Linked DNA regions of Mus musculus: regions 2, 3, 4, 5 and 6 are each linked to region 1. Evidence: chromatin contacts called from public HiChIP or PLAC-seq, capture Hi-C and promoter capture Hi-C data. All regions are on one chromosome and are shown on one strand. The core of a region is the stretch at or near the end of the contact, and the rest is flanking DNA. Distances in the headings are between cores, read along the strand shown. Region 1 holds the start of Strap (serine/threonine kinase receptor associated protein). Region 2 overlaps Rerg (RAS-like, estrogen-regulated, growth-inhibitor). Region 3 overlaps Rerg (RAS-like, estrogen-regulated, growth-inhibitor). Region 4 has its middle 21 kb from the start of Gm30055. Region 5 holds the start of Rerg (RAS-like, estrogen-regulated, growth-inhibitor). Region 6 has its middle 40 kb from the start of Rerg.

Region 1 (4,398 bases), core at 484-2,983:
TTCTCCTGCTTCCCTGTACTCTCACCTGCAGACAGAACCTTCCGTTACAACAAACCCCCCAGGAGACACTAGAGTCACAGCCTTAGAGGTAATGGCTATGCTTAGCACCTTGATTTGATCTGCAATCATCAAAATACTACTCTATTCCGTAACCGTGAACAATGACTATATATCAAGAAAAAAAAATAAAAGCAGAATAAAATAGGGCTTTAAAGAAGCCCTAACAGATGACCAAATCCCAAAGGTATGATTAACAATGAGCATAATAAGATCCCAAATTAATAATCATGGTGTGTGAATAGTTTATCTATCATGAAGTAGGCATCCACCTTCATTTATTTTCAGATAGCCTATTTGTGGAATTTCTTTCACAGTGATCTACAGAGCATTTTTGCCACCCATAGATCTCTTCATGTAGAGAGGATTTGTGTCACTTCTACAGTGTCTATTATAATGCCAACATATGCTTGATATGCACTTTAAAAGTAGTGTGTGCATGTGTGGTAGGCAGAAGTCAGTCTTAGGAGCCCCAGGAGCCATTCACTGTTAGGTTCCAGGCTGATACAAGAGGCTTTCAGAAAGGGGAAAGGGGATACCAACTCTATGCCTTTGACCAGGGTCAGACATAGCAAAGTCTGGAACCAGGCCCCCCAGAGTTAAGATTTCAGTCTGTGAGAACGTGACTTTTCCTCCTAAAGAGACTGGAGTAGTCAGTCCCAGGCCAGTGTGTGCTTGGTCTGTGGCACACATGAAGTATTCTGTGTTCCTTTTGTGCAACACTGCTTGGTTAGCTTTCTGATGACTTCGTCCCACTGTATGATAGGTTTTTCTGTTCCATTTTCCCCATACAAACAGTATATAAGATGCTGTACATCTTAATAAATTAGCTTAGCATAAGACATAGTTTTAGGGAAAACCTCCTGACCCCAACTTTCCTGTCTTCTTTATTTCTGATCCGTTCGGTCCCTCCTCTCAGGAGCCTCTCAGTGAAGAATGGCTCACTGGTCCAGATGCATCTACACTCTTTTGTTTTTGAGATGTTTTTCACTCATACTTGGAACTCACTGATTGCTATGCTGGCTGGCAGGGATTGGTATCTTTTCAGTGCTGCATTCCAAGCATGTATCACACCATGTATAGCTTTTTTTTTTTTTTTGTCGGTACTGGGTATCACACTTCATGCTTACATGGCAAGAACTTTAGCCCAGTAGACTGGGGTCTCTCCCTCCCCAGCCGCAGTGATAGTTGCTAGAGCCACTGAAAGAGCCCTTATCAGTTAGGTTGTCACGGATCCTTGCTGAGCACTAAGTGAATATTTCCCACTTGCAAATAAGCATTTGCTGGCCATCCACTAAACGCCAGTCACTTATCTGTCACCAGGATATAAATGTTGTTAGCATAACCACTCTATTAGGGAAGTCATTACTGTTTGTGAGTTGTGACGGTGTATGCCGGGAGGGGGGTGGGAAGGAGAGCGACAGAATGGTTGCTACTGGGTAGGCAGTTAGATGTGAGATGATTATGGAAAAGTGTGTCTGTAGCTTAGCAATGAGAAGGTTACAACTCTACAACAGCATCCTACAAGGGACGGACTCGGCGGCTCCCAACACTGGGTAGCAACGGGACGCCGCGCGCTTGACGTCGTCAGAGCAGCATGGGTTCGGTCTCCGAGCTCGCGCCTGCGCACACTGCTTCTCGCGCTGCTGCTGGGAACTACCGCCTTCCCGCCAGTCGTCACTTCCGGCTGACGCGACGCGTCGGGCGACGTCACGTCCTGCCGCTACCGGTAGGGACCGTGAGTGGCGGCAGGCCGGCTCTCCGGCGCTCCCCTCCCCTCCTCCCTCCCTCCCTGTCCCTCCCTTGGCGGCCGCGAGTCGCGGGGACTCTGGAGCCGGCCTCCTTCGGCGTGAGTGCGGGGGCCTCAAGCAGCCTGAGGCGCCGCGGCAGAGAAGGAGGACGACCGCGACCCTCGGTCCCCGCTCCGCGTCACCGCGCTCGCCGCCGCCATGGCCATGAGGCAGACGCCGCTCACTTGCTCGGGCCACACGCGGCCCGTGGTGGATTTGGCCTTCAGCGGCATCACGCCTTACGGCTACTTTCTGATCAGCGCTTGCAAAGGTGAGCTGAGCCCGCGACGGCCGCGGCTCCCGAGTGCCGACGGGTGGGTGGGTCGTGGCTGCCAGCGACAGCCATCGCGCTGCTGGGACTAGAGGGTCGCCCCTGGCCGGGCTTTATGCGTCCCTCCTCCCCACCGTTGTTAGTGCTCCCCAACACCTCGCCTTTCTACCCACACAACTACATTGTGTTTGCCAAGGATTTACGGGAAGAAGAAATTAGGCCAGGCCGAGAGGAGTGCCCTTTATGTCCTCTCACTCATTGTTTCATCCTTTGTGGTGTGAGCCTCATTTTTTTTTTTCCCCGACGAAAGTGTACGTTAGGTTTATGTGGTCCAAAGTAAAAAGCGGCTATCTAGATCGTTTTGACACCGCATGTCACTGGCATCCAGCCCACGGTTTTTCAGAAGTTTTTATTTATGTGTGCCTGTGTTGTCTCTATGCATGCTTGTACCTGTGTGAAGGGGTGCCCCAAGAGGAAGGCATCAGATTGTCCAGAGCCGGAGTTAGAGGCTGTTGTCAGCCTCCGTGTGGGCGCTGGGAATCGGAATCAGGTCTTGTGGAAGAGCGTTTCCCAGGTCTTTATAGTTGCTTTGTAATCCGAGTTTGCAAAGGTGATGAGGGAGGCCTCTCATTCGGTCCCAAAATTGCTTATGCTTCCCAGGAAGAGTGGCTACAACTCCTTAGTCCCTAGGTCACTGAGACCATATGCACAGACCAGGATGGGGACACCCTCCCCCACGCCCCCACGGCTTAATGGGAGTAGGGGGGAGCAGTCAGAACAACGGTTTTCCAGTAGTTTGCTGCTCAGGATTTGGTATTACGTTGCATGCTTCTAAATCACAGATGTCTGAAAATATTTTCTAGATGGCAAGCCCATGCTCCGCCAGGGAGATACAGGAGACTGGATTGGAACATTTTTGGGTCATAAAGGTGCTGTTTGGGGTGCAACATTGAATAAGGATGCCACCAAAGCTGCGACAGCAGCTGCAGACTTCACAGCGTAAGTGTAACAAAAATGGCTAACTTCATTCTGTTTGAATTTTGTGGTGACATGGCCAGATTCTCCAACTTCACAGTTAGACATGAGGTTCTGACTCCGAGGATGCTATAGACAGTACATGGTGTTTGATCTCACCACGATTCTGTCCTGGCTCTCTGAGCATCCTTGTGACTTGAGATGTTTCAAGGACTGATGTCTCTCTCATCGAGACCAGGAACGTGGTGAGCTATACAGCTTGGACAATGGGTGCTGCTGATGTCCTTCACAGATAGTCTTGAACACTTAGTGAGTGCTATACAGTGATGTCTCCAGGCACCTTTTCACTCAGCTTTATTACTGGCTCTAGATAATCTAAAACCGGACCTCAAATTTACTTTCTGTTTTCTATGGTTTTAAAGATGGCTGTCTGAAAGATTCTTAATTTTCATTAGATCCTCATTTTCTTAGTTGGGTTTTATTATTGTGAAGGTACAACATGACCAAGGTAAAGGTAACTCTTAGAGATTTAGCTGGGGCTGGCTTCCAGTTTCAGAGTTCAGGTCATTATCATCATAGTGGGAAGCATGGCAGCATGCAGGCAGAATTGGTGCTGGAAGAGCCAAAATGATCAGAAGGCAGCCAAGAGACTGTCTTTAGCAGGCAGGAGGGTGGTCTGGATCACACTGGCCAGGCTTGAGTTTTGGAACACACACACACACACACACACACACACACACACACACACACACATACAGAGTCTTCAGTCACTGTAGTAATGGATACATCGTCTCATCTCAGTTCACTTTGTCTTTTGATACAGTCTGAGATGGACTAAACCATTGCCATAATACACTTTCCCTGTTTTTACTTTGGGTTTTGCATCTATTATCAAACTGACATGATTCTCTTTAATCATTGAGGCATGTGTCATATTTTATATACTTTTTGATGTATAGTTACTAACCTGTGTGTGCTTTTAAATCAATGCAGGTAACTTTAATTTACTCTTGTGTGTGTGTGGGTTTGTGTGGAGGAAGTCAAGACAATTTTGGGGGTATGGGTTGAGGGCTCTGGTTCAGGTTGTCAGCTTGTGTGCCTACAAAAGCATCTTGATGGCCCAAAGGCAGTGTTAAGAGCTGCTGTATATGCTAGTAGACCAGAGCCTAGAGAGTGAAAATGGCCTTATTGATTCCTTGTTTAAAAGAATTTCACACTTTGGAGCAGTTGTCAATGTGTTGCCATCTTTTTTTTTTTGTTTTTTGTTTTTTGTTTTTTGTTTTTTTTTTTTGAGACAGGGTTTCT
Region 2 (5,017 bases), core at 1,570-4,069, 600 kb before region 1:
TCTGGCCATGGTAATAAGACATCTCAATGGTCACTTGGCAGGAACAGCCAATTCGTAGCTCTGTTTCCACACGATGCAGCACCATTTTCTGTCCCACAGCATTGGGACTTTCTAAAAACCATAAGAACTTACTAGTGTGTTAGTTTGACAGGGTAGACTGGTTTACAGCGCAAATAGTGATAACAAAGGCTCGTTCCCTGAAGAAGTTAGTTGTTCTTGTCTGTTCTGAAGTCTTGTAGGAATGATTAATTCAGGATTTGGGGAAATCCTGTGATTTCTTCTTATTCTCAGGAGTGACGAGGGGGCTGGGAATGAATGTAAGGTTCAGCCATAGACTTACAAGCAGACGTTTAGCTCCTGTGGGCAAGAACCTAAGACAGGCACTAATCTCAGCAATGGGTCCACACCCTGGCTCACGACTGAATCCCTAGGGCACTATCAATAAGTGCGGAGCCCAGATCTAGGGGATGCTATAAGATTTTCAGTTTCTTCCATGAGTGAGTGGGCGGTCAGAGTGAGGAAGCTCCTTGGTGAGGTGACCTAAATTTTGTGCCCTTGGGACATAAACAACGACCTTTCCATCAGAGATTACGGGCACTGGAGAGACCGTTCTCTTTCTTCACTGTTTTTCCCTTCTTCCCTCCCTCCCTCCCTCCCTCCCTCCCTCCCTCCCTCCCTCCCTCCCTCCCTCCCTCCCTCCCTCCCTCTCTTCCTCCTTTTCTTTCTTCCTTCACTCCCTCCTTCCCATCTTCCCAATCTCTGCCTTTTCAAAACTGGTTTCTAGCATCTTCCCTTTCTGACACCTGCTAGTCTCTCACGTAGACACACCGTTTGTCAGAGCAAGATAACTCTCATTAGTTCACTCACTAGAAGGGTTATTTGACTGTCTACTTGGTTCCTTTTATTGTGCTTCGATTGTTCTAGAATGCAAGATGAAAGCCACTGGATAGATATCACTCTTACCAACCAATCTGTCAAAGGAAGAGAGGCCATAGCTAGGAGAACCATGAAAAACCATGAAAGTACAGAGGAGAACATGAACACAGGCCCACCTGTGCGACCTGTGGGCCCTGAGAGGGGAGAGCTTTGGGAGTTCTAGACAACACCCTAAGCATAATGCCTACATGTTGAGTCATTAGGAAGAGCTTCACTCTGACCCCATTAAGCTCGATGACAAACATATGGAATGAGTGGCATTACTTTGAATTTTTTTTTTTTAATGAAAGAACTGAGATCCTGGAGGCATCAGGGTCACATTTTGCTGAGATCTGACCCCAGAGAATAAGCATTTCTGCTCCTTGATGCCATCTCCCTTTAAGAAAATAAGATTTCTAGACAGATAACAAATCCAACTGCTGGCTATGTAATGGCTTGTATCAGCAGCAGGGGTTTCTCGCCCATCCTCCTCATGAATACCTCCCTTGTTGTGACTGTGTTGTCCCCACTCCTGTTCCCAGTCCCGCCCCTCACAGCAGCCTGGGGTGTGGTTCTAACATAATCGCAAAGTCCCCTCCAAGCTTGAGGATCAATGGACAATATAGGTGGGAAAGCTTCTCTGTGGGGAGTAGAGCAGAGCCTGTCCTTAATTCAGAGTAGGCCATTTGCTTCTAGGCACCCACACCTCCCACCAAAGTAAGAAAGGCATTGTGTGACAAAAGTCTGCCAAGGAGCTGCCTGGAAGCAGCTGCACTGTCTTTAAGCAGTGACTGAAGGCCACAGGAAAATTTTTTCTTCCAGGTAAAAATACTGGCTTTAAACTCTTTCCTCACTATAGGGATACATGGCCTTTGTTATGACGGTTAAGAAATTACTAAGACAATAACAACATCAGGAAGTTAAATAGTTCTTGTTTTCCTTATTCAGAATTTTCTACAGTTTGGTATCTGGATATTTGGGGGTCATGTGCTCAATTTAAAGATTAACCTTATAGGTAATGGTCACATGACAGCATATTTAACGCTAATGTTTCGAATTTCATTTCCTTCTCGGAGGAGATTAGAAGGAAAAACAAGAAGAAACCAGTTGATGCTGACCTAATGCCTTAGGGGATCTGGCTCTGAGTAAGAAAGATGAGCAAGAAAATATAAAAAGAAAAGGCACGTTCCAAGTACATCATAGACTGTATTGTGCACATCCTTACGACACTCAGTATCGTGCACAGTAAAGGTGTGTATACACCTTGAAGCCAGCACTCAGAAGGCAAAGGCAGATCTCTGTGAGTTCAAAGCCAGCCTGGTTTACAGAATGAGTTCTAGGTCAGCAGGGGCTGCACAGAATGGCATCCCACCAAACCAAACCAAACCAAACCAAACAAACCAAACCAAACCAAACCAAACACCAAACCAAACCAAACCAAACCAAACAAAACAAAACAAAACATGTGTGTGTGTCTCTGTGTGTGTCTGTATGCGTGTGTATGTGTGCTTGTACAAACTGTATTTCTGTGTATATGTCTGGGTATGTCTGTATGTGTGCCTGTTTGTGTGTATCAGTGTGTCTGTGTGTGTGTGTCTGTATGTGTATGTGTGTGTCTATCTCTCTGTGTGTTTATGTGTGTATGTATGTATGTATGTGTGTGCATGTATAAATGAATAGAAGGAAGAACAAAAGCAGAAGGAAAGAGAGAAGAGAAAACTGCTTAGTTCAGAAGAAATGAGCACAGCAGAGATATCACGAAGCAGTTACTGCACAGCCATATGGGGCAAATGACAAATAACAGGCCCCGCTCTTAATAAAAATATGCTGCCAAAGTACAGGGCCATGCAGAAAATAACAAAGCATTTAATTACACAGTGACAGTTGCAGCGCTGGGGATTTCCCAGAGATTAATGGAGCAGCTGAGACAAGTGGATGGCCCTGGGGACAGTCTAAAGATTCCCAGCCAGTACATAGTACTCAGGAAAGGCTCCTGTTAACTTCACCGCTGAGCAGAAAATGGACGCGGGGCTGGACACTGGCTCTGGCGTCCTCCTTTTCTTCCTATTAGGAAAACATTAGCACGAAGAGAGAGATTGGTTTCAATTAAGATCCCCACGGAGATAGTTAGACTGTCTGGGTCAGCTCTCACTAATCCAGTCTCAGCCCTGGGGAGCTTTTCCACCATCCGAGGCCAACTTGGGAGCTGGGACGGACATCACTTGTTGAAGAGAGGAGAGGTAAAAATAGACTGCTAAAAACTGACCTTTGAGAGGTGGTGGAGCCAGCTCTCGAGACAACAAATAAGATCAGGCGCAATACTGAACAGTACGTAAGACACTCTTCTTGGGGGAGAGTAAAGCTTACGATGTGCCCTCAAGTAAATGTAGCCCCAAACTAAAGCAGATGCTGGCTACACCCACACAACTACAGCCAGCGCAGACCAAGTGGCACTGCACTGGAAGCCAGCAGGTTCGCCAGGTCCAAGGTCACAAATGCTATTGCTAAGCTGCCCCCACTTTAAACTGGAATTCCCGATTCCAGCACGTATGCAAATGAGGCTAATGAATATTCACTGCTCTTTCGTGACCATTTGACTGTCTTCTACTGGGAAACTGAATACACTGATGCGTTTTATTGAGTAGTATGAAGTGAATTCCACAGAAGTGAATCTTATGTATAGTTTTATAAGACTGCATAGTGATCTCTGCACTGTCACAAAATATATAAATAGCAGCTTAATGAGGGCCTGGAGAATAAGAACGGAGATCACCATGCTCTGGTTATCCAGTACCGGAGCAGAACTGGACTGGGTCCCTAAACAGGAAGTGTTAGCATTCTGTCTAAGCTCCACCCCACAGTTACTTGACAACAGCCAGGTAGGCCTGGTCTACTATAAAACGGGCTGCTTGCCCCCTCCTCTTACTCTCTTACTCTTGCTTTCTTGCCTCTTGGCTCCTTGCTCCCCCTCTCTCCCCATTCCCTTCCCCCATCTCTCCACGTGGTCATGGCCAGCCTCTACTTCTCTACTCTCTCCTTCTATCTGATTTTGCTGCCTCTACTACCCTCTTATCTCCTCTCCCCATGCCCTGAATAACCTCTATTCTATACTATACCATCGTGTGGCTGGTCCCTCAGGGGGACAAGATGCCTTGGCATGGGCCCACTGAGTTAACCCCTTCTACCATACCTCACCACACCCCCATAGAACATATCTTATATCTCCTTATCTTTTTATAAACACATCAGGAAGCATCTGAAAGATGGGCAGTAAATATCCATGTAGATGGATCTCATCGTTCACTAAGGTCACAAGTTTAGTTAGTGGTCAAATTCAGAACTTAACTTCCCCCTGCATCTACCATATTTCCACCAATATTTTATGGCTTTAGAGATACGTATGTTCTATTAGATGAGGTTTTTAGGAAAATGAGAAAAAGCACTTGGCCAGAGATCCAAGCTTTGGTAACCACTGCTACTTGGAGATGGTCATGGGGTCTCTACAGCTGTATCCATGGAATTACACAAAAACATACTGCTTTCTAATGTCGACTTTCCTTCAATCGACCAGGCATGCAGATATGCCAAGAGACAGGCGGTATAAAGTATATCCCTGAAAGTATATCCTTTTGGGAACTGGTCCCTGAGCACTTCCTTCATCTTTGAGCAAGAGCTGGGCGCACAGGTGGAGATACAGCTTACACTATCCATGTGAATATAGACACAAAAGCAATGTTGACCTTGAATGGGTTAACACATCGCATGCTTGTATTACAGGCAAATGAAAGCTGTATTTCCTCATATTTCTGCTTCCTTTAATGTGCATTTCCAGCTAAAGTTATAGGAGCATCCTTCTTGAGCAAAAGGAGAGATCTGCTGACCCTCTCGTCACTTTCTTTACTCCACTGATAGTAGCAAAGAGAACATTCCAGGCCACCATGTCCTCACAGAGAAAGGAGAAAGAGACCATCATTCGAAAGGAGCAGATACTCCCGTGTGGTCCCTCCTGCTCAGAATTCCATCAGGACCTTCTGTGGTGATGAGTTGTTCTGAGTTTATTGCATATAATGGCAGGAGCCTCCTAGAAGGTGTTTGGCTTTTA
Region 3 (4,792 bases), core at 1,821-4,320, 620 kb before region 1:
AGCTGTGGCCTTGTTGGAGTAGGCGTGTCACTGTGGGAGTGGGCTTTAAGATCCTCATCCTAGCTCTCTTAAAAGTCCTGCAGATGAAGATGTAGACCTTTCAGCTCCTCCTGCACCACGTCTGCCTGGGTGCTGCCATGCTCCTGCCTTGATGGTACAGAACTGGATCTCTCAACCTGTTAGCCAGTCCCAACTAAATGTTGTCCTTATAAGAGTTGCCTTGGGGCTCCCAATGGAGGAGCTAGAGAAAGTACCCAAGGAGCTAAAGGGATCTGCAACCCTATAGGTGGAACGACATTATGAACTAATCAGTACCCTGGAACTCTTGACTCTAGCTGCATATGTATCAAAAGATGGCCTAGTCGGCCATCACTGGAAAGAGAGGCCCATTGGACACACAAACTTTATATGCCCCAGTACAGGGGAATGCCAGGGCCAAAAAGGGGAAGTGGGTGGGTAGGGGAGTGAGGGTGGGTGGGTATAGGGGACTTTTGGTATAGCATTGGAAATGTAAATGAGCTAAATACCTAATAAAAAATGGAAAAAAAAAGTTGCCTTGGTCATGGTGTCTGTTCACAGCAGTAAAACCCTAACTAAGATGTCATGTTTAGATTTCACCATATAATCATGTCTCACATGAATGAAGAAGGGAGAGTTATAGGGGAGGAAGGGGACAAGGTGGAAGGCAGCATAGTTGGGGTCAAACGTGAGTAAATCACACTGGCACATAGGAATGAAAATGACTTAAGGCAGCTGGAGAGATGGCTTAGTGGTTAAGAGCACTGACTGCTCTTCCAGAGGTCTGGAGCTCAATTCCCAGCAACCACATGATGGATCACAACCATCTGGGATCCTATGTCCTCTTTTGGTGTGTCTGACAGCTACAGTGTACTCATATAAATAAAATAAATAAATCTTTTTTAAAAATGACATAAAGAAATCCATTATTTTGTATGCCAAATAAATTTGTTTTGCTTTGTTTTTTTTTTTTAATTGCAAGACTAATTGTTTTGTAGACACATAGTGAAGAAGGACTTATGTCTCTGGGAAACAATAACTTCTCATCTGTGAAGGGATTTCAAAGGGACTTGCGATGTTATCAGCATGGTATGGCCTTCCTGGCTGTGTGCACAATGAGGTATGGTAGAATAGATACAGGAGGGTGACTGGAAAGACAGAGATGCAGTCGTGAGTCCTGGGTTTGAAAGATGGTGAAAGCTTGAAAGGTGGTGAAAGCTTGAAAGGTGGTGAAAGTGACAAGTACTCTTACAGGCTTGCAGGGAGATGTAGGACTAAAACCTCTCACAATCTGATTCATCCCATAATGCTATGAAGGTGTGATACAAAAGGGATGAGGAAACACAACTCAGCATCATCTTCTATTTCAAGCAGGCTCTGGACCTACCTCCTGATGGTGACAATCATGATAATAGTGAAGATGATGGTGAAACCTCTGCAGTAAACTTTCCCTAAAAGGTGTGCTTTCTCAGAGACACATTAACACGTGTAAATGGTTAATCAAAGAAAGTGTTAAGATGCCATGTTTAGAGAGAATTTATTACTGTCATTATTATTCTGAATGCTATATTTAAGCACTGTACTCCTGACAAAGATCTGGTTATTCCATGTGTTCATGAGCCTTTTTATCATATAACTTCAAAACATCAATGACAAAATAATGCCATGCAAACAAGGAATGGCCTCTTAAGGAGACAGTGCGAAGCAAGCCTTGGTGCAGAAGACAGATCGCCTTGCAAAGTACAGGACACACATAAAGATGTCTGGGGGTACTTCTCCCTTCCACATGAGTCCAACTGGACAAACCAGAACCTTCCAGAGACGAAACTCACTTTAGGATGTGTGTGTCTCTTTGGGAAGGAGCCAACCTCAAAACTGGCCCTCTCTGTTTGCACTTCAGAGAAACCAGCGGGAACAGAGATTTCTACAATTGAAAAACTCAATCCAAACTGTAAGTATAGGCCTGCCTCTCCTGGAGCAGAGTTCTTAAAGTACAGGAGCACCAGTCTTCTGGCAATCTCTGACACCTACGTGGCACAAGCCCCACTCTCCGAGTTTAAGATTTAGCAGGACTTTGTGGGGCCTAGGAACTGATCATGCTACCGGTAGGTGATCTGGGTACACACTAAGCATCACTCTACACAAAGCAATCTCTGTAGGAGCATCCCTAAAATAACCACATAAATCCATCACAGAAGTAGGCGATCCTATGAGTTGGGTCTCATGGAACTTAGATGAGATGAGGTTTAAAGGGTGGTAGAAATGGATTCAAACTTAGAAAATAAGCTAGTTATGATAACCACACCCAAACAAAGCATTTTCTGTACGTAGACATCTGGTTGAGGAAGACATAAGGTCATGCTGCTCTGCTCCCTCCCATATCTTTACTCTCCCTTGGGCTCATAAAGTCTTAAGTGGTTCTTTGTCCAAATCAAGGCAAAGACCTTCAGACTGGTAATACAGATTTACAGATTGACCTTTGAACGTTGAATGATAACTGGGAAATATGCCCCTGAGAGAAGATGAGATCCACCTTATCTTCAGTTTACCCTTCATTATGCCTGCCAGTCAGTCTTGTGAGTGTTTTTCCTGCTACACAAGGAACTTTGAGGTCCTCCACTGTCATACATGAGTCTTTAAGGCTACACTATAGAGGTGCAATTCCTAACTTTTCTAAGATCCACTTTCCCAAGAATCATGTGCTGTTTCCAGGTGCTTGTTTGTTTGTTTGTTTGTTTGTGTTTTGTTTGCTTCTTTGTTTTTTAATGTGTTTTACATATGAATGTTTTGTCTGCATGTATATTTGCATGCCAGAAAAGGGCATCAGTCCCCATTACAGATGGTTGTGAGCCACCATGGGGTGTTGGGAATTGAACTCTTGACTTCCGAAAGAGCAGCCAGTGCTCTCAACCTCTGAGTCATCTCCCCAGCCCCGGTTCCAGGTTTTTAAACAATGACTTGGATGCAGTTCCTGCAGCTTCAGGCACACAACACAGTTACTGTAAGCCACGTTTAGCCTCTGGCACAGCTCGGTTGGCCATGTGAGTCCCAAGGTGACATACTGCAATTATCTGTCACTGAAGAAGGAAGCAGACTCAGCTTCCATCTTAGCGCCAGTCCGTTCTGGTTTGAGAACCTTGGGGAATCAATCACCTTGACTCCCCAGAGTATTTTTATTATATGATGGAACCGATAGTAAGTGAATTACTTCCGGGGGATTTTTTACTGACCAGAAGAAGATGAGATAGCATGAGTGGTACACTTCAGACTGTTGACCTTTCAGCATCAAGGTCACCTTCTTGCTGTCCTGTTATGAGTACAGTGTATTCCCTACGATGCATGGTTAGTTTGGTTACTTCACACAGGCTGCTCAGCTCTCAGAGCATTTTCTCAAGCACTCATTTCCCCGTTCAGAGCTTGATGGAGATTGATGGCAGCCGCACACTCACTTAGCAGCACGACAATGCTCTGCTTCTACACAGCCATTTCCAGATGCACGTCTGTCAGCTTGCAACAACCGTTTACAGCTAGTGTTTTCCCCTCAGTTTCCAGAGAGAGAAATACAGATGTACAGTGCCTTCTTTCCCTTGTTTATACACAACAGTGTTACCTTCACTCTCAGTTGGAAACCATGTTTATATGAGCAACTGGTTAGGTAAGAGAGGAGATAACTGTGATGGATTGATCAAGATTGGCCCCTCATAGGATCATATTTGGATGTTGCTCGTTGGTAAAATTTTTCTCGGGTGGGGAAGAGTCAGGAGGAATTACACCTTGTTGAGAGGAGGTGTAACGAGGGGTGGGCTTTGAGGTTACAAAAGCTCTCACCAAACCCAGTCTACTTCTCTCTCTGCCTCATGCCTGTGGATCAGACATGAGCTCTCAGCCACTGCTCCAGGGCAAGGCCTACCTTTCTGCTCCCCATCGTGGTGGTCACAAATTAACCCTCTGAAACTGCAAGCAAGCCCCAATCAAATGCCTTCATTTATAAGTTGTCTTGGTCGTAGTGTCCCTTCATAGCCATAGAAAAGTAACTAAGACACAAACTAACTAAAGGGTTTATTTCCATGCCTCCACCAATATTGAAACCCAGAGCTTTGTGTATGCCAGGGAAGTACTCGTCAAACTGAGTTATATCCCCAACCTCAGGGTATATTATTTTAATATACAAACCATTCTGTGTTGAAAATAATGTTATTTTAACAACTTCTGAGGAAAGGTTGCAAGTCAAGGAGATACCAAGGCAAAAAATAAAATAAAATCAAATGACGGTAGCACTGCCCTTTTGGACGTGGTCTCATCTATTGAGTTCTGAGAAGCTACCTTGTCAGGTCTGTGGCGTTCCTTCTGGCTCTACAAGCATGTGATGCTGAATTCCACTCATTGCCTCGGCTTGATGAAAGCACGCCCTGATATCTGACTAAATGTCGTCTTTTTTAGGTGTGCCTGTGAAGTTGTTTTCAGAAAGACTCTGGTTTGAACTAAGAGGCTGAGCAAGGAGACAGTGGCTGGGCTGGAGAGATGGGCCAAGTGGTAAAGCGCCTCCTGGGCAAGCATGAGTGGCTGACTTCTATCTCCTGAACCTCCTTAAGAAAGCTGGGGGCTATCCCCAGCAATGTCCCTAGACAGAGGTGGATTGCTGGCCTCGTGACACAGGTACAGACACAGATAGATACACATGCAAACATGTGATCCCTCTCTCTCTCTCTCTCTCTCTCTCTCTCTCTCACACACACACACACACACACACACACAAATATACATATACACAAAA
Region 4 (4,966 bases), core at 27-2,526, 730 kb before region 1:
CACAGTAATTAGTATAAGTATAAAAAGAGGGGAAGAGATGGGTTAATGGGTTAAAAGGTTGGTGTATCTTCTAAGATGACCACTCTAATGGCAACATCACATTGAGAATAGTATTAAGATGTGAATGATGATGATAAATGAGCTATCCCCACTGGTTTGAAAACCCTACAGTGTACTGGGAAGGAAGAATTCTTGCCCGTGAGATAATATGAGTCACATTTTGAATCACTGTGACAAGCATCTGGTGTGTGAAACTTAGAAAGAGAAAAGGTTTGGGATAGCTCTGCTTTAAGTCTCAGATCTTGAGTGATTCGTGCCATTATTCTTGTCCTTTGTCAAGGAAGCACGCTGTGGTAGGAGCTTAGGGATGCAAAACCACTCACCTCATGTCCAGGGAGCCAGAGAATGCAGAATCCCACAACCCCCTTGGACAGCATGTCCCGGATGAGTTAGGACTTGCCTCTAGGCTCAACCTCTTAAAGATCCTATCAGCTTTGTACAGTGTCCCACTCAGTTCTGTCCACACGCATCTGGGGAGCTTTCTAAATCTGTTCCGAAGCCATAGGATATTACCTTTGCTCCGTCTGTCTTCCCAAGAGGGGACTCTGCGGAGGAGTGCACAGGTCTGATGTGAGAATGTAGAGTGACATAACTACTTCCCCCCGGAGTGTGGGAGTGTGACCGAGCACACTTCAGAAGCAACTCTGGGGAGGGTGGTCTTCTTTTGGCTCATGGTTTCAGAGCGATTTCAGTCCACCATGGCAGGATGGCCACTGCTCCCTGTGGCTCTAGAGTGCTGGAGACAAAAGGCAAAGCATTTTACCTGCGAACAGATAGTAAACAGAGAACACAGGCCAGAACCAGGCACAGACAGGTCAAAATCCCCTATTCTCACCAGCCAGGCACCACAAGGTAAAGACGCCTCAGTCCTCCCAAACAGCGCCACCTGCTGGGACTGTCAAAAACACATGCGCTGTGAGCCTTCTACATTCAAACTCTTTTTTTGTTTGTTTTTGGTTTTTTGGTGTTTGTTTGTTTGTTTGTTTTTGTTTTTTCAAGACAGGGTTTCTCTGTATAGCCCTGGCTGTCCTGGAACTCACTATGTAGACCAGGCTGGCCTCGAACTCAGAAATCCGTCTGCCTATGCCTCCCGAGTGCTGGGATTAAAGGCGTGTGCTACCAAGCCCGGCTCTACATTCAAACTCTTAACAAGTGAACACTTCTAAGGGCCCCTTGGAGAATGTAGGAATGGTGGGGAGGGGGATTTGGAACAATGGGAAAGAGCTTTGGACTTTAAATTTCTTACTTAACATGCCAAATGCTTTCCTTCATTTTAAGAGATCTGTTCTATGCCGGGCGTGGTGGCGCACGCCTTTGATCCCAGCACTCGGGAGGCAGAGGCAGGTGAATTTCTGAGTTCAAGGTCAGCCTGCTCTACAAAGTGAATTCCAGGACAGCCAGGGTTATGCAGAGAAACCCTGTCTCAGAAGAGAGAGAGAGAGAGAGAGAGAGAGAGAGAGAGAGAGAGAGAGAGAGAGAGAGAGAGAGAGAGAGAGAGAGAGAGAGAGAGAGAGAGAGAGAGAGAGAGAGAGAGAGAGAGAGAGAGAGAGAAAGCTGTTCTACTTCAACCGAGATGTACAAGGCAGATCGTTGTTAGTTATTTTAAAGCTCTATTGTGTGAGAGCCTTGGCCTCATCTTCTCTACACTGAGCCATATCAGGGGAAATGCTACAGAAAAGAAGTCCGATAAGAGTAATCTCTGCCTCGGGCAATGTTTTTCTGCCAAATCTGAAAGAGAGAGAAAAGAATACATCTCTATCAGGGACAATGAGACAGAACAAATTCACAGAGCTCGGGTCCTTTGTCAGAGACACAGAAAGCAGCAGAGTGAACAGGTGATCCATGATCGCCTTTGACACAACCGAAGCTCTGCTGTAGCCCGGGACTGAGCACGGAATTACACTGGGGTGGGGTTGTGCAAAGGCTCTAAGCTGTCTTGATGTTCCTAGCGCGACAGAATATAATCAGATTCAACAGTGCTCACAAAAGCCAGTTATTGGGAGAGCAATTCAGAGAGATCCCTGTCCGTGCAGGAAGATTAAAGCAGAACTAGGCAGTCCCTGCTCTGCAGCTAGGCTCACCTGGGTGATGGCCTTCAGAAAGACTTTTTCTCCCCCCCCCCCCCGCAAAACTTTTCCTGTTAAGGGGGGGTTCTGCCATAGTTTTCCACCCCAAGTCATTTTCCCTTTTATCCTCATAACAGATAGACATAGTGGCAAGGAGGGTACGCTTAACTGTATTTATCAAAAAAAAAAAAAAAAAAAAAGAAAGAAAGAAAGAAAGAAAGAAAGAAAAGAAAAGAAAAGAAAGAAAAAAAGAAAGCAAAACCTATATAGGCTGTCTCCTCTTGAGTTCAAGGAGTTTGCAATACGATGTAATGGGGGCTGCACTGGAAGTTGGAATGCATTTCACTGCTGCTATACCCTTTGCTTCATTAAGAGAAAGCAAACAGGAGAAAGGAATATGACTTCTCACAGCTCAATGGTGGAGGAAAGTAAATAAGTGGAATGTCTAATGCCCCTGAAATTCGCTGGAGAAAAACCAGTTTCACCACTTCAGCCAAGCTTCTAATTAAATACTAGCCAAGATGGGTTTTGGTCAGCTGAGTTTTGCAGGGGCTTATAAATGGAAAGGCCATGATGTTTTCCCATGAGGCTTTGTTACTTTCTAAGAACTACAACTCCCAGCATTCCAGGAAGTTACTTGGTTCCTGGGTGGGTGGGGCTTATAGGTTAACTTCAGGTTTTACACATGGTCTTCAACTGGTGGTGCTAGAACACCTGACTTTTAAAGTCTGTAGACAGAAGGCTCTGAAGTCACTACAGACATGGGGAGGAGGAAGTTTATTATAGATTCGTGGAGCGAGCATGGGCAGAGTCAGAGCTGCTTGAGAGAGTCTAGAGTTGACATGACTATACTGAGTTGGGGCATGCTGGGAGAGGGTAAAGATGGGAATCAGGTGTAGCAGCAGCAAGGAGCCAAAGGTACAAAGGGGCGGGTAACCAGACTGTCTAGATGATAAGGATGAGCCTGTGGGGGAAGGGCAGCCCAGACCCTAGGCTGGAGAATTCTGGGTAGAGCTCCAGCCATACCCTGTAACAGGTAGGGACTGGCGGATGCTGAGAGACCCTGGAAGCCAGAACCACCTTGCTATGTTAAAGAGGTACCTCCGCCTTTTACCCTGGGTTTGAAACTTAACACAGACTTCACCCTTTATGGCTACCTTTGGAATCATAACACCATTTGCCTACTGTTCTGAATCAGAGAAGGAAGCCTGCAGAGGCTCTGTTTACACCACAGTGATCAAAGTCACCTCACACTTGGCTTCTCGGCACCCGACGGAACTCAGCACACAGAAGTGGGAAGGGCAGGAGTTCAAAGTTATCCTGGGCTACAGTAGCCAATTAGGTTGAAGCCAGCCTGCACTAGAAGAGACCCTGTCTGAGGAAAAACAAACCGGGAACAATACATACATAAGTTTGAAACCCAAGCGCAGCTCCGTGAATCTCATGAGAAGCCCAGTGGTCCAGTCTTTGCTATTGACCACTGTGAATCCGCTGGCTTGCACGTTAACAGCCACGGCTCTGGTAACATTGCTGTAGAAAAACATTTACTCCACAGAGCGGGAGAGTGCAAGGGAACATAAAAAACCAGAAGTGCGAAGCTGAGCCTGCAGCATTTTACCTCTCTGTGACTGTATGCCTGTGCTATGTGCCTGTGCTGTGTGCCTGTGCTGTGTACCTGTGCTGTGTGCCTGTGCTGTGTGCCTGTGCTGTGTGCCTGTGCTGTGTGCCTGTGCTGTGTGCCTGTGCTGTGTGCCTGTGACTGTGTGCCTGTGCTGTGTGCCTGTGCTGTGTGCCTGTGCTGTGTGCCTGTGACTGTGTGCCTGTGACTGTGTGCCTGTACTGTGTGTGTGTGCTGTGTGCCTGTGACTGTGTGCCTGTGCTATGTGCCTGTGACTGTGTGCCTGTGCTGTGTGCCTGTGACTGTGTGCCTGTGACTGTGTGCCTGTGCTGTGTGCCTGTGACTGTGTGTCTGTGACTGTGTACCTGTGACTGTGTACCTGTGCTGTGTGCCTGTGACTGTGTGCCTGTGCTGTGTGCCTGTGACTATGTGCCTGTGACTGTGTGCCTGTGACTGTGTGCCTGTGCTGTGTGCCTGTGACTGTGTGTCTGTGACTGTGTACCTGTGACTGTGTACCTGTGCTGTGTGCCTGTGACTGTGTGCCTGTGACTATGTGCCTGTGACTGTGTGCCTGTGCTGTGTGCCTGTGACTGTGTGCCTGTGCTGTGTACTTGTGCTGTGTACCTGTGACTGTGTACCTGTGGCTGTGTACCTGTGTGCCTGTGCTGGGGGTTGACCTCATACATGCTTGGCCTGCACTCTGCTATGGAGTGACCACCCCTTTATATGTAGAAATTTTGACAATGTTCAAATTTAGCATTTAGAGCTTAGAAGATTATGTGTCTGATGTACTGACAGAAGGAAGGGGAAAAGTAGCTATGCAATATTTACTTTTCTCCAACTAGAGGGAGATATTAGTCACTCTTCTGTTGTGTTAAAACACCCTGAGCAAGGCAGCTTAAGGAAGGAGTTTACCTTGCCTTACAACCCCAGAAGGTCCATCACAATCAGCATGCGTGGCAGCCGGAACAAGAAACTAAGAGCTCACCCTTTGAGTCTCCAGCAAGACAGCAAACTGGAAGTATGATGAGGTTTATGTTGTCATAGCCTACCCTATGTGACATACTTCCTTCGGCAAGGCCACACCTTCTAAACCTTCCAAAGCAGTGCCATCAATTGTGAGGGACGGGGAAGATAAACCACTGCATCCTTTGTGGGGCATCTCTCATTCAATCCTCTGCACACAGGTTTAGCATGGGAGTGGGTTTCTTAGCGTTCCCCA
Region 5 (4,680 bases), core at 940-3,439, 570 kb before region 1:
ATAGCCCACAAGGAAGAGTGGGCTTCTGTTTTCTCTCTGCTGTATCTGAGCCATTAACATGGGCCTCACACATTTCGGTGTGCAGGTTGCTAAGGTGTGGGTGCTCCTAAGCGAAGAAGAGGCAGGGGTTTAACATCTCCAGACAGACAACGGCAACTTTGTAGTCAGTCTCAAACTAAGATCTTAAATGTCCTACCCCATTCTTTGGCTATAGATGAAGTAAGTCCTTCTTTAGGTGCTGCCCTGTAACCCTAGCATTCGGGAGGCAGGAGTGTGTGTGTGTGTGGGGGGGGAGATACTGAATTCAAGACCAGCTTAGACTACATCATGAGTTCCAGGCTGGTCCACCTATAAGCAGACAGTGGGTCAAAACAAAATTCCTCATTTGTCATTTTATATATCTCCCTTCTATTTAAGGTTTGCATGTTGAATTTGTTTACTAGATTTTTTTTTAACTTACAAACAGCTGCTGGCTCTTTGAAACACAGAGCGTGCTTGTGTACGGAGCATCTGTAGACAATAACTTGCCATTTCATGCAAAAGTATCATCCCCATGCATCTAGAATCTGGCTATAGTCTTCATTTAAAGTAAGCATCAAAGTATATGTTTTTAAAGCCAAGTCAAATATTTCAGCAACTCCCCTTGGCCTCCGAAGCTCACGGGTCTCACATAGGAGAAATTAATTATGTTAGTTAAAGTGTCCCATTTGTGATGTCATAAAGTGTCCCCATTTATGACGTCATAAAGATCCAGCTGCTTAATGTCAGCCGCCTAATATGTTTAGGGAAAAGGGGGGGGCGATGCAACGCTGCCCTCTAAAGATGCCTTCACATTTTATTTCCCCATGAAAATTTGACGGAAACCATCAACGTGTCAATTGTTGTCATAGTAACCTACAGGCAAGTATCTGTTGAATTAACCAGAGACCTTCTATCCCTCAGATCTGAGGAAACTCAATGGTTCAAACACAGGAACTATTCCTGCCGTGGCCTGAAGTTCACTCTCGGAGCAGATTTGCTTTCCCGGAGGCAAAACCAAACAAGTTTCAAGTTTCCATCCTAAAATCACACCTAAATATTTAGGGGATGAAAGGCGTTGCTTTTCCGTATGCATGAAGTCATCAGAGGAAACATTAGAGTGAAGGAAAGACGTGTGTTGTTTCATTTGGTACTACTGACCAATCGTCGAATTCATTGACTCCCTCCACACTTAGGTGTATACTAACCAAAGAGGCTACCTGTGGGGACTCTGTTAGACCTACGACAATTGCGTTTCTAAAGCTTCATCCATCTGTTTATTTACTTAGCAAAAGGTTTTGCTCCTAATAAATCATTTCGCAGACTGTGTTTATCAAGGTCAGAGTTTTCCACTTCCTCTTGAGGCGAGTGGGGGCATCTTTATAATTACATTTTAATGCTTTTATGGCCTTCTAAAAAGAAAAAGAAAAAAAAAAAAAAGAAAGAAAGAAAGCAAAGCACAGCTGTCCAAGACAGCAGTGAATCCAGTCTGATGGTGGTGGAGTGAGATCGCTTCTCTCTGGGTCAGACCTCTCCTGAAATCAAGATTTCTCAGTTTCTCTGCTAGGAATTTTCCTTCATCTTATCACAAGGCAACAGCCACACCAAAGAGGTTGTGACTGCGCAAGCCCCCCGGCTGGCTCGCTACCCTGAGATCAACAGGTCCTGCAGCCAGGAGCAAGCCCACAGTGGGCTGCATGTTCTGCAGCTCACAGGCTCCACATAAAGAGCAGATGTCCCCTAATTCGGAAGGACGCCTTAGGCGCAGGACGCGCTGTCAAGCCTGGTGGCTGGCGTTCACATCTCTCAGGAGAACCCCAAAGTCGCCCTTAGGGAGGGACCCGGAGACCACCGGGACTCACCCAGGGGCTGAGCCCTCAGGGGCTCGTACCCTGTCCTCAGGGAGCCACCTGGACACGTGCGTGTCACTCACCTGTTCACTGTCCAGGCCGGGGAGACAGCCGCGGTCCTCTCCAAGTTCGCAATCCGCCCGCGGAGACTAGGAAGCTCTCCCACCCTGACCCACGCGGGCTACAGGAGGCGTTTGAGAGTTGGGGGGCCGCGATTGCGGTTGGGAGTCGCTGGGGCTGCAAGTGCGGTGCCCGGACGGGGTCTCTTCCCTCGCGCTCGCTCAGACTAGCAGCGCAGAGACTGCGGCAGGACGCGAGCTCCGGCCAGCCGCCGCTGCGCTCCGCCACCAAGATGCTGCAGTGAGGTGCCCGGGCGCCCCCTGCTGGACCAGTCTGCGAGCCGAGCGCCTCACAACCCAGCCTAGCTCAGCGCCAGGCCTGCAGGCTTCAGCTAAGTCCTTTCTTGATTAAAAAGCATCACTTACGCAGTGTTCTCTACGCCTTTTTTCAAAGGATCTTGCTAATACGCCCTGGGAATGTGTTCAGTTATCTTCATGATATTCGAGAGGAAGCAGAGGATTTTTAAAAAAGATAGAAATAAACGGGTCCAAGACTAGTAAATGGCTGGGAGAAAATCCGGAAAGGATCGGAAACAAATATACTTCCAAAGATATAAACACCAAATTTAACCGAAATTCATATTTGTATATATGAGAAAGTCCCCGGTGTGCTCTGTTCCCTCTGGAAGACCAGCATTTATAAGATTTGCTTTGGCGTCAAACCCCATCCCGTTCAAACCTCAACAAAGATAATTAACATGCATGCTATGCTAAGCTAAGCAAGACCTGCTTACATCCCCCATCTCCTTTGATATTCACCTCCCTGGAGGTAAGCATGGCTATTGTAATTGCTGGTCTTTCGGAGGGAAAGGAGAGCTTCTGAGAGGTTAAAGGATTCCCAAAGACGATGGTGGGCATGAACAAAGCAACAGGAAATGTCTATGCCTTTCTCCTTTTTCATTCCAAAGCTGGGTTTTCTTACCAGGGTATCTGGTGACTCACTGAAAGCGAGGCTAGGCAACAGGAGCAGGCAGGGGCCCAGGGCGATAGGAATAATCAGTGGAGCCACTCTGGTGGAAGAAAGTCTCTGCCCCGTGGAGGCAGAGACTTGGCAGGCAGGGTGGATGAAGAGGTTGGACTTGTGATAGCCTCAGCATGTGTCCTGATAACTCACTGAGAAACCTTTAACACACCACATCCAGCGTGAATTTCCAGATCCCCCCTCCCCGACTTCCTGGGGACCCCAGATCTGACCTACAGTGACACTCCCTCCCACATGCCCCAGCACCCTGCCAGTATTGGGCTTGCTTTGCATTCTCTCAAGTTTCTCCTTGTTCTGCTAACCCTTGACATTCCAGGGGCTGGAAGAGTGGGGGAAGAGTACTGTGTGTGCACCCATGCTCTCCCCCTGTTGCAGGGCCTGCTGCACAATGATCAAACGGATGCAACAAGACCATTTGAGACATGATACATCTAAATTGTTTATCCACTGAACTTGGAAGAGCTATTTAGTGTGGACTTGAAGACATGGGTCCCGTCCTTGAGAAACAGCGATTTCAGCATCTCGGAATACAAACGGTCTTAGAGCCTACAGTAAGAAGACAAATTATATTTGTAGACAATGCAAAATTCTATAAAATTCAAATTGTGTGGAATTTTATAGCATTAATATCGTCAAGTTTCAACCTACCTTCTTTTCCTGTCATGCTTTGTAGAGCAGTACTTGATAAAAATGTCTATAAAGATGATACATTTTAAATATATGATATTTGCAGTATCTATGATTTATGTCTAGGATAAAAATTAGAATATATATATAATGTATATACAATATATATGTATATACTTTTACAATGACTTAAGTCTGAGTTTCTATTATGCCTTTCCTATCCAATAGATCTCGCTGAAGAGGTCACAAGCTCACAAGCCAGGTTTCATGGGAGCAGCCTTTCTCATCTTGTCCCATTAGCTGTCTCTCCATATCCTCTTGTATAGCCCTTATAAGCCAGCACTCCTCTCTCAATAAGGAAGGCATTAGTGTGCGCTCCTGCAGTTTCTTCTGAAGTTTTTATTAGCCTACAAAAAGTAAGTTTCACTGTAGCATTTTTCAAACAATGTTTGTTGTTTCTTGCCCCCTTCCTTATCCTCCCTCTGTTGAGCCCCCAACTGCTTTCTGCTTTCAAGTCACAAACGACCTTTTGTGCCCAAACACCTCTCTGCCCCCCTTTCATGGTCATCTATGGAGTTTCATAGTCTACAGCTACTCCCACTGTAAGACTCCAGGGACCCTTATCTTACCGGGACCCCCCACCCCCACCCCAGTGAACCACGTGGAGCTGGGATCAATGCAAAAAGCAAGAAGAATTGATTGTTCTAGTGCACTGGGGTCGTCCCAGACTGGAAGGAGAGGCGGCGACCTCCGGCACCGTTGGGGAGTTTTTATATGGTTTCCAGAGGCAGAATAGAGCATCAGCAACTAGGTACAATATGATTGGCAGAAACAGTATACCCTTTAAACTGATTGATCTTTAGGGAATGAGGGGACAAGGACTTCCCTTGTCTGAAGGTGGGCAACAGTCAGTCCTGAGGAATGGGTTCCTACCCGCAGGTTGGTTCTACCCGGTGGTCTGAGAAATGGTAATTAGCTTCTCCCTTGGGGGAGGGGGCAAGTATTTCATGGCCTTCCCAAAGTTCCTAAGCTGACCTTTCACCACAACACCCTATGAATGTTCTCACATCACGTGACTTTTAGG
Region 6 (4,694 bases), core at 2,040-4,539, 520 kb before region 1:
AAGAACGCCAAAACAAACTGAAACCACACAAAAACGGCCTCGAATGACCAAATCATATGGGAAATGAAGAAAAACGAGGCAGAATGAAGGGAGAAAATGAAGAATAGTGAGAGGAGAGACAAATGCGGTCATTGGAGGAAGCTTGGAACCTGTGGTTGGTGAGTGAGTAGGTCAGGACTCAAAGCCTGAGGAAGAACTGGAGATAAAGCAGGCAGTTAGGTTTCTCCATCAGTCCTGGGACTGGCCAGCCTTCTCCTGAGCTTATTAACCAACGGATGCTTGTCTGTGGTGAAGACCCTGCAATTAGGACCTTAAGGAGGTCAGAGGTAAGAACGCAAGCGCAGTTCAGGTCCTGCTTGCCCCACACCAAGTTTCCTTTCTCTGTCATGTGCTTTACAACAGGAAAATTTAAGGACCACAGGGCATTTGACCGCTGAACCTTGAAAGTGCAGGCGCAATCCTCTTGAGTTTTTTGCCAGACATGTGACTTCAGGACAGGCAACAGTGACCTGACCTCTGGCTCAGAAATGCTGAGTTAGATGGACAGAGGTTCTGAACAGCATTTCCCCCAAGGAAGCGTAGAGGTAGGATGTTTGATTTACTTACGGAAGCATGACTGTAAATTCCTAATGGCACGTAAGTAAATGTATGGGAAGAGTCAAGAGTTGTGACTGTAAACTGTTTTTACATTTATGATCTTGATCGGCAATGCCGCACAAAAGCCTGTATGCTAAAAGCCTTGGCCATTGGTATATGATGCTATTTAGAAGTAGAACTTCATGGCGCAAGGAATTTATTCCATGGCTAGTATGTCCTTAAAGACGTTATGTAAGCCAGGTAGTGGGGGCCTGCGCCTTTAATCCCAGCACTCAGGAAGCAGAGGCCAGCAGATCTCTGAGTCAGAGGTCAGCCGGGTCTACAGAACAAGTCCAGGACAGCCAGAGCTACACAGAGAAAGCCTGTCTCAAAAGGCCCCTTCTCTTCCTGGCCCTCTCTCTGCCTTTGCTTCTCAGCTCCCACGAAGTGAGTGTTTCCTCAGTGATCTATCTGTACCCTGTTGTTTCTCTTTGTCAGGGACAGAAAAGAAATAATAAATCAATGGACTGATTCTCTGAAACAGTGAGCCAAATAAAAGTCTCTTTCTTCTCTGACATTGTCCATGAAAGGTAATTTGTCCCAGTGATGAAAACACTGGAACACATGACACAGCACAATCACACACTCTTTCAATGCTAACCACACAGCAGTGTGACACAGGTTCTTCCCGTGTTTTGGCAGTGCACACTTACAAGTGTGAGTCTACAAGCATGGTCATCTCCTCCTCCCCCTCCCCCACCCCCACATACACACTTCCATATGTCTCCCAGGTGAAGACCTCATTTTGTTCTCTTTCTAGTCTGCGGTTGATCAGAGCCCTGTCTATAGTTCACACAAGGAGACCCACTCTACCAAGCATTTGGGAGTCTTTGTCACCTTTCTCCTTGCTGGGACAATTTCTAGCCAAAAGCATAAGGAAGAAAGAGTGCATCGTAGCTCACAGCTGGGGGCATGCATACTCCCTTACAGTGGGAGAGCCACGGGAGACAGACCGAGACAGACCGGCAGGCAAGTATCCAGTCAGCACTGGAAGGCTGTTGCACAAGGCTCTCTCTCTGCTTTTTTATCCAGTCTGTTGTCTAAGATCACAGAATGGTGCTGTTCACAGTAAGGTAGGTAGGCTTTGCACCCCAGGCAGGCAATCTTATCTAGCAACTGGTTTGTCTCCTAGGTGACTGTGGTCCTGTCAAGAAGACAATCAAATCAACCACCTCTGAACTGACTGAAGGGTTTTCACTGCTAACTACTTCCCAGGAGTCCCTAGGAGAAAAGAGTGCTCATTCTTCCTTGGCCCTCCCTCCCTCCCTCCCACCACACCTGCCCTGGCCTCACCCACCCCCTCTTTTTTTATAATAAGCTTCTGCTTCTTCACTAATGACCTTGACTCGGGGAGACACACTTTCTCAGAGCACAACTCTTTTCTCAATAAAGGTGGCTCCTTTCCACAAAATAACTTCTGTGCCAGCTATCATCAAAGTGAACTATTTTTTCTATACTCTAATGTCTTATACATACAGCCTCTACATGCATATAGACACGATTATACACATAAATTTTTAAGCATAAAATGTGATTCTACATTCATATTGTGACTTTCAGTTGCTTTTCAACCCTGTCTCTGATTTCCAATCGCTCCTCCATGATATGTCTTGTTTATCTTTCCAAGCCATTAGGAATAAATCAAGCTCAATCTTTTAATTGCTCCACCCAATTAATGCTTTAATACCAGACAAGGTACCATCTTCTGCTTTGTAATTTTGTTATTGCAAGACAGAACGTAATTCAGGGTTATGATAAGAATTCATCAGCTAAAATACTGGAGCCTTTCAGTTGCTTAGCACCAGAGTACTATGTAAATAATAATTAAATTAGCTATACAAATAATGTCAAGGAAATTCCCTGATACCTCATTAACTTCCTTCTTTGAAGAACATTTTTATAGTCTTCAATAACAATTTCTTTGTGTGCATGCTTGTGTGACCAGAGAGGCATGAGGGGGGCTTAGAGGACAACTTTCCAGAATGGGTTGTCTCCATTCCACCATGTGGGTCTCCATAGAACCAACCAGGAGCATTAGGCTTGGTGGCGACCACCTTTATTAGCTGAGCCATCTCACCGACTCTCATTAACATCTTTGCAAGGGGAAGCAAATTTGTCTGGTCATTGATAAGTGTGAACTCATTTAATCCTCCGGCCAAACTTACACGGTAGGTCCTTCAATTATTTCCGTTTTACAGATGACAACACAGAAGCAGGGAAAACTGAGTCCGTTGTTCAGGGTGACCCAGTCTGTAAGTGACAATGCCAAAATGGAATGTGCCCAGCTCTGGACACTATGGTACTAATCTCTCAGGCACATAGCACCATCTACAACAGGAAATAGTTTCTACCTGCTTGATTGCCAGGGACCCAAGCTGGCTGTCACTGACCACATTTAACAAACATCCTTGGTAAGGCAAGCTCCATCTGATTCGCATGTAGCCCTCTGCCCAGCTTTCAATCAACCAGCCAGGTTGAGCAGAGGAGCCGAAACATCTTTCCAAACCAAAAGACGGTGAGATCCGAAGGGCAAGGCATGGTTTGTGGGGAAACATGGAGAAGAATCGAGAAAGGAGAGTAGAATAGTGAGGAGGATGGCCACTTGGCACCCGGCCCAGCTGAGAGAGCCTCTGAGGTGAGTGTGCCAAACTCCAAATGCTCCAAGCCCAGATCCCAGAATAGCTGGAAGGAGGCACACTGCCAGTGAGTCAATTATTACACCAGGCCTGGGAGCACTTAATCAGATGCATCCGGTTTGTATTCACACAATATCAGGCCGAGATATGTGGTCTATGCCAATGAATTGGCATGCCCTAATGTGGGTCAGCCATTGCCGGAAAGCCTTGTATCTTGCAAGTTGGGGTCTACTCTTTCTTTTCTCTGAAAGTGTCTATGTTGTATGCCAGTGACATTCACCTCCTTCCAATGAAGAAAAGTTTTTTTTTTTTTTTTTGAGATGACTAAATGGAAATTGGGCAGTTTAAGTCCAGTAGAACTCCATCTTTGGACACTCAGGGCAGGTGCCCATTAGCTATGACAAGCCCAGTGGTCCATTATTCACATCCTTTGATGCTTCAGGCTCAGGAGAATCAGCCATTGCTCAATGTGACAACAGGATGGAGTGGGTTGAGATGACCCTGAGTGTTGTTGAATTTTCCTTTCTGTAGGAATTCCCATGAGTAAAGTATTGTGGCTGCAGGTTGGCATCAAGACCTTCTTGGGCCACAGATGACCACCTTAGTGTGTCTACCACTGTTCTCAGTATGATCTTCTCACTCCATCTATAGTTCCTGGAGTAGACCAATGCTTCTACACAGGCCTTTTGTCAGGTGTTTTGTGACCGCAGCTCTCTTCCTGTGGGAAAATGATGCTCTTCTTGTAACTGACAACAGGTTGAGTGGGGAAGCCAGTTAAGTCTTTCTGCCTTTTGCCAGGGAAACGTCTTTACTTCCTTGTTGCATTCATTGAACAATTTTCTCCGGAGGGGAGATAATTATGGAAGAAACTTTCCCCGAAAAATGAAAATTCTTAGGAGCTGGAGAGATGGCTCAGCAGCTCAAGGGTTGACCCTGCGGGCCAGAGTTTGGGCTGCTGGAATCCAGGTTAATGCTGAGTAAATACAGTGGACTGCTTGTCACACTACTGCTGCTGAGTGTAAGACGGAGTCCCTGGAGCGAGGTGGCTAGCTATCCTTGCCCAATGTATGAGCTACAGGCTCAACTGAGAGACCCCGCCTCAAGGTATAAGACGGAGAATAACGCCGGATGCACCTGATGTCAATGTCAGGCTCTGTACACACATGCACATGTGTGTGCTCAGGGATGCAAAAACACACACACATACATCATATACGTTTAACATCCAAAGCTAGGGTTTTCCTAAAACCATGACTTGTCTAGCTTCTGCCCCTGTCTTCCTTCTTCTCTTCCTCCTCTTATGGTTTTTCCTGAAGATACTTCATTCAATAAATCACCAAGAGCTGGGGAGATAACTTAGCTATTAAAGGCTAGGCTCATAAGCAAAATGTCAATAAATCACCTGAATAGAAGTTCCTGGCT

The links. Promoter capture Hi-C pulls out the DNA fragments that hold promoters and counts their contacts. HiChIP or PLAC-seq counts read pairs in DNA pulled down with a chosen protein or histone mark. Capture Hi-C pulls out chosen DNA fragments and counts their contacts.
Region 2: a contact with region 1 is called in a promoter capture Hi-C map of stem cell-derived epiblast-like cells, with 2.9 times the contacts expected there. The contact joins the enhancer-like site here to the promoter of Strap in region 1. A contact is called at or near these places in 7 of 39 promoter capture datasets (the 3T3-L1 cell line, 3T3-L1-derived adipocytes, cranial neural crest and 4 more), 1 of 115 datasets of contacts at active chromatin or transcription factors (embryonic stem cells) and 1 of 9 other capture datasets (embryonic stem cells).
Region 3: a contact with region 1 is called in a promoter capture Hi-C map of trophoblast stem cells, with 4 times the contacts expected there. The contact joins the enhancer-like site here to the promoter of Strap in region 1. A contact is called at or near these places in 6 of 39 promoter capture datasets (the 3T3-L1 cell line, 3T3-L1-derived adipocytes, hippocampal neurons and 2 more), 5 of 484 Hi-C or Micro-C datasets (cardiomyocytes, cerebral cortex, nephron progenitors and 1 more), 3 of 115 datasets of contacts at active chromatin or transcription factors (all in embryonic stem cells) and 1 of 9 other capture datasets (embryonic stem cells).
Region 4: a contact with region 1 is called in an H3K4me3 HiChIP or PLAC-seq map of embryonic stem cells, with 14 times the contacts expected there. The contact joins the enhancer-like site here to the promoter of Strap in region 1. A contact is called at or near these places in 6 of 39 promoter capture datasets (the 3T3-L1 cell line, embryonic stem cells, hippocampal neurons and 1 more), 5 of 484 Hi-C or Micro-C datasets (the G1E-ER4 cell line, embryonic stem cells and palatal mesenchyme) and 7 of 115 datasets of contacts at active chromatin or transcription factors (embryonic limb bud, embryonic stem cells, epiblast stem cells and 1 more).
Region 5: a contact with region 1 is called in a capture Hi-C map of embryonic stem cells, with 4 times the contacts expected there. The contact joins the promoter of Rerg here to the promoter of Strap in region 1. A contact is called at or near these places in 4 of 39 promoter capture datasets (cranial neural crest, embryonic stem cells, pre-B cells and 1 more), 15 of 115 datasets of contacts at active chromatin or transcription factors (cardiomyocytes, differentiating embryonic stem cells, embryonic midbrain and 7 more) and 1 of 9 other capture datasets (embryonic stem cells).
Region 6: an H3K4me3 HiChIP or PLAC-seq map of neural progenitor cells shows a contact between it and region 1, with 13 read pairs. The contact joins the enhancer-like site here to the promoter of Strap in region 1. A contact is called at or near these places in 16 of 39 promoter capture datasets (the 3T3-L1 cell line, 3T3-L1-derived adipocytes, the HPC-7 cell line and 10 more), 4 of 15 datasets of contacts at CTCF or cohesin (the NIH/3T3 cell line, large pre-B cells, pro-B cells and 1 more), 110 of 484 Hi-C or Micro-C datasets (the 3T3-L1 cell line, B cells, the Ba/F3 cell line and 59 more), 24 of 115 datasets of contacts at active chromatin or transcription factors (the NIH/3T3 cell line, acute myeloid leukemia, astrocytes and 18 more) and 3 of 9 other capture datasets (adipose tissue, embryonic stem cells and liver).

The regions. Positions count from the first base shown.
Region 1 is chr6:137,733,349-137,737,746 of GRCm38.p6, forward strand. It overlaps Strap (serine/threonine kinase receptor associated protein), which reads left to right and starts at 1,734. Exons shown (of 10, transcript NM_011499.3): 1 at 1,734-2,118; 2 at 2,982-3,117. The coding sequence starts at 2,007.
Region 2 is chr6:137,132,847-137,137,863 of GRCm38.p6, forward strand. All of the region lies in intron 2 of Rerg (RAS-like, estrogen-regulated, growth-inhibitor), which reads right to left. Among named protein-coding and RNA genes, the nearest start is that of Gm38914, 7.4 kb to the right of the region's middle. Within about 2 kb of position 2,820, at least 63 of the 459 cell types and tissues checked have an H3K27ac peak or open chromatin away from gene starts, as enhancers often do. A contact at or near this core is called in hippocampal neurons, where this site is marked.
Region 3 is chr6:137,112,046-137,116,837 of GRCm38.p6, forward strand. All of the region lies in intron 2 of Rerg (RAS-like, estrogen-regulated, growth-inhibitor), which reads right to left. Gm52923 (a long non-coding RNA gene) reads right to left here and starts at 25. Exons shown (of 2, transcript XR_003956538.1): 1 at 1-25. Within about 2 kb of position 3,071, at least 2 of the 459 cell types and tissues checked have an H3K27ac peak or open chromatin away from gene starts, as enhancers often do. A contact at or near this core is called in trophoblast stem cells, where this site is marked.
Region 4 is chr6:136,998,970-137,003,935 of GRCm38.p6, forward strand. No RefSeq gene overlaps it. Among named protein-coding and RNA genes, the nearest start is that of Gm30055, 21 kb to the left of the region's middle. Within about 2 kb of position 1,277, at least 22 of the 459 cell types and tissues checked have an H3K27ac peak or open chromatin away from gene starts, as enhancers often do. A contact at or near this core is called in embryonic stem cells, where this site is marked.
Region 5 is chr6:137,167,529-137,172,208 of GRCm38.p6, forward strand. It overlaps Rerg (RAS-like, estrogen-regulated, growth-inhibitor), which reads right to left and starts at 2,190. Exons shown (of 5, transcript NM_001164212.1): 1 at 1,952-2,190.
Region 6 is chr6:137,206,927-137,211,620 of GRCm38.p6, forward strand. No RefSeq gene overlaps it. Among named protein-coding and RNA genes, the nearest start is that of Rerg, 40 kb to the left of the region's middle. Within about 2 kb of position 3,290, at least 19 of the 459 cell types and tissues checked have an H3K27ac peak or open chromatin away from gene starts, as enhancers often do. A contact at or near this core is called in colorectal tumor organoids, neural progenitor cells, oligodendrocyte precursor cells and 2 more, where this site is marked.